Linked DNA regions of Anas platyrhynchos: region 2 is linked to region 1. A link is a contact called in public Hi-C data. All regions are on one chromosome and are shown on one strand. Each heading gives the region's core, a stretch centred on a gene start, on an enhancer-like site or on the middle of the called end of the contact. The rest is flanking DNA. Distances are from core to core; before and after follow the strand shown. Region 1 holds the start of NCOA2 (nuclear receptor coactivator 2). Region 2 overlaps NCOA2 (nuclear receptor coactivator 2).

The links. Hi-C and Micro-C count contacts between places; a contact is called where the count stands out from the background.
Region 2: a Hi-C map of small yellow follicle shows a contact between it and region 1, with 3 times the contacts expected there. The contact joins the enhancer-like site here to the promoter of NCOA2 in region 1. A contact is called at or near these places in 3 of 8 Hi-C or Micro-C datasets (liver, skeletal muscle and small yellow follicle).

What each region holds. Positions count from the first base shown.
Region 1 is chr2:34,448,601-34,452,512 of IASCAAS_PekinDuck_T2T, reverse strand. NCOA2 (nuclear receptor coactivator 2) reads right to left here and starts at 1,692. Exons shown (of 25, transcript XM_038173626.2): 1 at 1,541-1,692.
Region 2 is chr2:34,520,503-34,524,331 of IASCAAS_PekinDuck_T2T, reverse strand. NCOA2 (nuclear receptor coactivator 2) reads right to left here. Exons shown (of 25, transcript XM_038173626.2): 3 at 896-1,100. It overlaps LOC119715716 (a long non-coding RNA gene), which reads left to right. Exons shown (of 3, transcript XR_011807474.1): 1 at 1-53; 2 at 152-290. Among named protein-coding and RNA genes, the nearest start is that of NCOA2, 72 kb to the right of the region's middle. Within about 2 kb of position 1,696, at least 1 of the 8 cell types and tissues checked has an H3K27ac peak or open chromatin away from gene starts, as enhancers often do.

The DNA of each region.
Region 1 (3,912 bases), core at 443-2,942:
CGATTACTGCCCAACAAGCAAGCCGGCCTCCTTTCACAAGGAGGCTGCTTCCTGGCTAAATTACAAGTGCATTCAGACAGCGGGCTGCACGCACACACACACTTCAGGCACAAGTAGCGAGGGTGAGAGCAGCTCGGACCCCGCGGCTCCGGTTACACCGCGGTTACTCCGCGGTTACTCCGCGCCCGGCGGCCCCCGAGGAGCGCGGCGGCAGCGGGGGGCCCGCAGCGCCCCCGCGCTGCGCGGAGGGAGGAGGGTTTGGGGCACCTCTCCCCCCTCGCCCCAAAAGCCTGGGGCCCCGCTCTCGGCGCTGCCACCACCACCGCCGCCGCCGCCCCCCCGTCCTTGCAGCCCCGCGGTGAGCGCGGCGCCGCCCGCCCCGCCCGCACGGGGACCCCGCGCCCAGCCGGCTGCCATCCCTCCTCCTCCTCCTCCTCCTCCTCCTCCTCCTCGTCCTCCCCGCCCCGCGCACACACGCAGCCACACGGCACTGCGGCGGCCGGGCCCCCACCCCACCCACCCCTCCCGAGAGGCGCCGGCGGCCGCCCCGGGGCTGCGCGAACGCGGAGCCTCCGCGGCTCGGCTCAGCCCGGCCCGGCCCCGGCTCGGCTCAGCCCGGCCCGGCGCGCACACGCAGGCGCAACCCCCGCGCAGAAAGTTCGCAGAAGTTGCCCGCTTTGCCCCCTCCTTCCCCCCCGCACGCCCCGGCCCACCGGGAAGGGCAGAGGGCACCTGGAGGAGCCGAGCCGGGATGGGAAGGGAAAAGGGAAGCGGGGTGGGGGGGGGCGTAGGGGGAACGGAGCGGCCCCCAGCCGTTGTCAGCCGGGGGAAGGGGAGGGGGCGAACACCGCCCTGCTCCCCAAATCAGCCCTTTTGTCAGCGGGGAGGGAGAGACCCTCCCTGCAAGTTTCCCGTGCGAGAAGGGGGGGGATCCTAAACACCCCTCTGCAATCCCCCCTCCGAGCCCCGCTCTGCCCCATGCCCTCCCCCGGCGGATGCCCGCGCCCCCCCGCGGCGCCCCCTGCCTTCCCCCCACTTTCTCCCCCCGGCAGCCGCGGGGAGGCGGCTCCCCACCTCCGGCCGGCCTGGCCGCAGCAAAGCGACCCCCCCCCCGGCCCGGCGGCGGCAGGGTGCGGTGCATGCACCCCTCGACCCGCCCCCCCCACAACAGGGAGGGGGGGGCGTCCCGGGGCAGTACCCACCCTCCCCCCCCCCCAAAAAAAAAAGGGGGGTGTGCGCGCACGATGCCCCTTCGAGGGGCAGCCCCGCAGCCCCTCTTCCCCTTCACCTCCCCGCCGAGGGGGCCGCGACCCCCGCCCGGTTCCTCCCCCCTCCCCGGCTCCCCTCGGCCGGCGTCAGCGCGGGGGCAGCCGCCCGCCAACGCCGCCCCTCCGCGGCCCCGGGCGGCCCCCGGTGCCCGTCGGGGAGGCGTGGGGGGGGCCCGGGGCACACCCCCCCCGCCGAGCACGGGGCCGAGGGGGGCGTGCGGGAGCCGGTACCGGGGTCAGCGGCGTCCCCCGCGGCCGCCGGCGGCGCTGACCTTCGCTTTGTAAGCCGAAGCTGAAGCTGGGGCTGCGGCCGCCATGTTCCCGTTTTAATAACTGCCTGCTTGTTTATTTCAATGCAGAGACCCTCCCACCACTCGCCCTCCTCCTCCTCCTCCCCTCCTTCTTCTACCCAGAGGAGGGCTGGACGGGGAGGAGGCGGGGGGAGGCACAAGGCACTCCCCCCCCCTGCCCCCGGGCACAGCGGCAGCGGCCGGGCCCCGCGCTGGGGGAGGCCGAGCCGAGCCGAGCCGATCCCGGCCGGGCTGGGTGGCACCGAGGCGCCGCCACCCCCGGCCGATGTCCCCCCGGGCCGCGGGGCCGTCCCGCTGCCCGCCCCCGGGGACAATGGCAGCCCCGCTCCCCCCAAGCCCTGCACCCACCGGGGGGAAAAAGGGGAGGGAGGGGGGAGAAGAAAGGAAAAGAAAGAAAAAAAAAAAAGGAAAAAAAAAAAAGTCCTTCGCCCTCACAGGGCGAGACTTTAAACGCAGCCCGCTGCGGGACTGGGGAGCTTCCCTTGTAGTGGCCCGTCTTCACCATAAAGAAGGGGGTGGTCTTATTTCCCCCCCCCCTAAACAAAATAAAAATTTTTTTAAAAAAAAGGAAAACGCGTTGCGTGCAAATTGTGGCACCGCCGCACAACCGTGCAGCAGCACCGACTCTCTCGCAGGATGGGGAGATGCGAGTTAAAAATTATTGAGGGCCGAAGGATGGTTGTTAAACATTGCCCTTTAGTTCTGCAGGCAAGCCGTGATGCAGAAATGCTGTCTTAAAAGATCAGCCTTATGTTTTCACAACTATCACTAATGGCAAGTTATACTCTACAGGCTCTAACAATTGTTATTTTTAATGCTTTCTCACAGGAATACGTAGTCCTAAGTTTTTCTGCAGTTATCCAGGCATTATACATAGTTACTGATAGTATGGCTAGCTCAGCAGATACTCCGATACTGTTTTTTTATCGTAAACCTTGTTTGGTAGTTACATTTTGCTGTAGTACCAGTGCTGCTTGTGTTTCCCCATGCTCTTGTCTGACTCATTTTTTTGTGTTTGTTTGTTTTGCTTTTTTTTTTTCTTTCATTCAGTAATAATAGTTCAGTTGTCTCTCAAAACAAATTTAAGGCAAACCTTCTGCCCTGCTTGTTTCCTCTGTCCACTGAAAACTTATAATATTTTCCCCCTCTGGAGAAAGAACTTCGGTATGGTACAATTTTGTCACATTAGGAAGCTGGGGGGACGGAGGGGATAATTTACATATGCTTAGCTTTGCTGCTAAATTAACAAGAGATCCTACCTACCCCAAATGCCACCCTTTTAGGGGAGTGCTTTTGGCATCACTCCAAGTGGGCATGCTCCAGTGCTGGGCTGCTGCAACTGGAGAGGACAACTGTTGGGAACGTCCCTGCGCATCGGTCGTGCTCAGGCAGAGAAACTCTTGTGTTTGCAGAAAGCTCTTCCAACTTGCCCATAGACAGGCAGTCAGCAAAGAGATCGAAGGGCTGTTCTGGCTGAAGCACAGAGAACTCAGAATATTGCCTTGAAATAACATGGCAAACGAGAGCAGCTTGTATGTGGAAAGAAACCTGGGGCAAAGAGATAGAGCTTTTCCTCTGGTCTCATTTGTTATATCTGTGCAAATTTCTGTAGCAAATAAGCTAACTGTTATACAGGCAATAATCTCATTTACCTCACGGTCATGATACATTCATTCCCCTATGCGAAATGAAGCAGTGGTCCTCTGGGAAAAAAATAGTGTCTTTGATATTATGACCATAAGCAGTCTAATTTAGAATTGCACAGGTAATTTTAATTCCAGTATTTCTTATTTAAAAATGCTTGATTTTGTCCAACCCTGCACATCCTTCAATGTAACCAAAACTCCTTATTAAATTATTTCCTAAATCCACCAGGAAGAGCAAGGCAGGCCTTTTACCTTGCTGCAGTACAAACACAACAGATTGCCCACCTACCACAAAGTTTAAGGGTTCAGCACTGAGAAAACCCCTAAGTCTGAAGCAGCTGAGTGTCCTTGGCAAACTGGGTGAGAGAGGGGATTTAACTACATCCACATATGTTTGGATCCTCCGAAATTTGTTATAAGCTGTTAACTCGTGAGTAAATACGTTTTGTCATCTAGGGCCAGAATACAAAACGCTGGTCAAAAATATCACTGTGTACAAAGGCCAGGAATTATGTTATTCCTAATTGCTGTTCTTTAAAGGGAAAGCATCATCTTCCAGAGGGAAAAGGATTCACTAAACACACTTCAGTGCTGGATTTTATTCAGCTTTATGGCTCTTTGAATCCCCTCCAATGTATTGCACCAGTGCTGCATTAAGCTGAGTAGAGATGGGTTTCACTTTTCACA
Region 2 (3,829 bases), core at 447-2,946, 72 kb before region 1:
ATCCTGAGGCTGAAGAAATGCAGCTGAAATTCTGACCTCAAGCCATTCTGATAGTGGGTATTACAAACACTGTGTACTTTGTATCTGATACAATAACCAGGCACAAGAGGCATGTGCCTGGGATGAACGATGAATTTACTTGTCATTTCAGCTTTGTGCACACACATTATTGGAGCTGACAGCATCAAAAAATGCCCTGCTTCTTATACCCCAAATCATACTACATGATATGAACATCCAGACTAAAATCCGTCTGTAAAGGCAAGCACTAACAGGAGGAAATGTCACAAGTAAGTTTCAGAGAAACCTGAGCTTTGCCTTTGTTTGCTTATGTGGCATGGCACACACCGCGGTCGTGTCACCCAATTCCCACAGCATCTCTGCTTTTTGCTCAGTGTACAGAAGTACCGCGAATCAAAACAGCGATCTGTTTTCCTCTTGGTGTTTGCTGTACGGTCTGATTCCGTACTTACTGCACGCTATTCAAACTTTTTTTCGGAAGACAGAACAAGTAATTTCTTTGTGAATTCAGTGGTGCAGCCAGGCACTCGACAAACATAATGGTTACTCTCACTGTTACTCCGTCACTCCTAACTTAGAATAATGCTGTTAGTCCTAACTTCCTAACCAGAGCAGAGACAACTTTAAGGTCAAAATGATTCACCAACTCCGAAGACAACTTTGTCTCCAGCTTGGCACAACTCAGACCTCATTTTTTCGCAGTACTTAGCATTACAGTGTGCTTTATATAGCACTTTCGAACCTCAGCCCCCGCTGCCTCACTCGCAGCTATCAGTGCTCAGCACTTTTCCAGATCAGATCCAAAGATCTCAAGTCACCCGCAAGAAAGCCAGACACACAAAGACAGGAGAAAAGGCCGGATTAAGCAACTTACCTAGCATCACAGCCAGGAAGAGAGTCCCGTTCCCCAGGGCAGCGTGCAGCTGCGCAGAGCATCAGCACAGCCCCTGCTCGCCGCACGAGTCCCAGCTTCTGTTGTCACTGAGGCAGGGCTACTATGGAGAACTGCCTTTGCCACTGCATGCAGCAGGTTCATTCCCAGAGCAGGTCCATCCTGTGCACGCAACAAAGCAGGGATCCTGTGGAAAAAAACAGGATGTCACCACATGGGCAAATAACATTCAGTTGTAATGCTCACAAGGGGCCAAACTAAGGAGCTTTGCAAAGACACGCTCACGGCATATTTTGACTTGGATACTACTTTCACCACTTCTGGCAAAACCAAACTAAGACAGCAGAAATTGTCAGTGTGAGGGTGGCACACAGATACAAGGCACAGGGTATCAAGGTGGCACAAGGTAGCAGAGGAGTTGCAATCTTTATGTGTACCGTGCAGCTCTTGTGGTAAAGGAGTAAATGAGCAATGGTTAGCATAGGCAAAGCAATCTTCCCTCAGGGGACTAGCAATGGTGGTCGGCATATTCCCAAGGAGCTTCTACAGAAACCAAAAGTATTTACAGATATTCCAAAATTTTTTACAGAAAAGGCATTTCCAGAGCTCCCCTGCCTCTTTTCCTCAAGCCCATTTCCTTTGGCCCGAGTTGATTCAAGTCCCAGCCTGTCTTCAGTCCTACCTTCAGGGTCTGGGTCTCATAAAAACCCCCACTCCCTACTACTTTTCACCTCTCCTTGCTCTGTCATTCCCAGAGGTGGCTGGCAGTGCCATGCTCTGCCCTTGCCTACCCATGCTTTGTCCCTCCTCCACTCCCTGACAGACAGTCATACTGACTCGTACCCTTGCCCACAGCTCTCTTTTCCACCCCATCACCCACTTTTTCATCAGGTCTCCCACTGCCTCCTGGATTCAGTTTCTCAGTCCCTCTGCTCATCAATTCTTGTGACCCTGTGTCTTATTATGTCCCACTCCCCTTTGACAGTCTGCTTCTTTCTTTCAGCTCAGATTTATCCATTTTAGCCAAAGTTCCAAACCTTCTGCCCATAAAAAAACTACGGGGGACCACAGTGGCAGAGGAGAGCCTCCCCGGGGGAAGACAGAGCAAGGATAAGGAAAAGACAGGGCCCTCACACCCTGGGCCTGACTCCCTGTTCACTGATGGGGTTATTTTGGGGCTGGGACCACAGTGTAGCTCTGCTCCTGGCTCTTGGGCACTGTGGTACCAGGTAGCCGGTTTGTCCTCCAGCCCAGCCTCTGTTCAGCTTCCAACCTCCCTGCCCAGCCTGCACAGCTTGCTCTCCCTTACCCCAGTTTTATCAATCTTCCACCCCCCAGCTGAGCTTTCATGTCTCCAAATCAAGCAGTTTATCTTCTGAAGTTGCTTGAGGAGAAATAATTGAGAATAAGAGAAGCAGGATTTTCTGCTCTCAGTTACAATGGCCAGTGGCATTCATTACCACCTGCTGAGAAGCTTGCCCAGGTGTATTTTAGCCAGTTCTTAGTGATGGGACATGTGCAATCCGTGCAGCATTAGAAGATGTGCAAATTTGCTCAGCAAGAAGGAAAACGCTGTCAATTGCAGCCATACAGCTCTAATGCGCTCAAGACGGCACGAGAGAACTGTGATTTCTTTAAAAGCTTACAGTTTGGTTAGATCTGAGATTCTCACAGTGCTGACAAAGGCAAAGCTGTGACTCATAAGCCACTCTTCTTCCCCCAAAGCCTATCACCAGCATTTTCTGCACTACCATGCAATTTCTAGTTTCTGCTTCAAAGGGAGGGATGTGAGCATTTGCAAAACAAAAAGGTTATTTTTAAGGAAAAATACATAAGAAATAGCTACTTTTCCATGCATTCTTATAAATAGCTAAATAATTTTGGTGGGGGGGAAAAAAAAAGAAAAAAAAATAAGTTAGAGGCAGCTACTCAGCTTCAAACATTTCAACCCCAAAAGCTAATGTTTTGCGAAGTTCTAATAAATAAATAACTGAACCCAGCATCCTATAAAGGAAAACATCAGGCAGCTTTCCTTATTGCAATTCACGGCACTTCCCTTTCAGACCTTAGTAGCACAGGTCATTCAGCTCACTAAACCAAGAACTACATGAATATGAAAATCTGAGATCAGTGGTCAAGTTACAAATGAGCTGCTGAGCTCGGGCAGTGCCTAGGAGAACACCACGGAAGCCTTGCTCGTCTTCACCACCAGTCCTGTTGCATGCCTACAAGCAATGTGCAAGCACGGTACAGGCAGGCGGCCACACACAATCAAGCCAGTGTTTCTTAGCTGTGAGCATTTCTATCCCGGAGTTACCAATGCTCAGCTGAAAAGCTATAACTGCACAACAAACACTTCTAGGCCACAAAGACCTGAAGTAAAATGGCATAGCTCAAATCACGACGAGGGGAACACAGATCTAATAAAGATAATTTAAGCCAACCCATTTTGCTTCCCATTTGCACTGAATCAGAGCAGCCAGGTATCAGCTGCAAAGTCTCAGATGTGGAAGGGCAGTGCTATTGCTTGTGATCAACTGCCCCTGCCTGGAGGGGAAATAATCTTGTATGAAACTTGAGTTAACTTTTTCTTTCCTTTTCTCTATTTAGCAGTTATTTATGTTAACATAAGAGAAAAACAATACAGAACTCGATGTCATTACATGTATGGTTAAGAAAAATACAGAAAGGGAAAAACCTCAAAATGGACAACACATTTCTTTTACAGTGAAATCCAATTTACGGACTTTTTTTTTTTTTTACTGAGCTCTTATGAGCAAACAAGACAACATTTTCATGATGGTTCTTGTAAATACGTCTGTATAAACATGATCCAGAAGAGCAGAACAAGAAAACAGAGAAACAAAGTGTCACATGTTCACAGCTGCATGCAAATTATACCACAGACTAAATGCA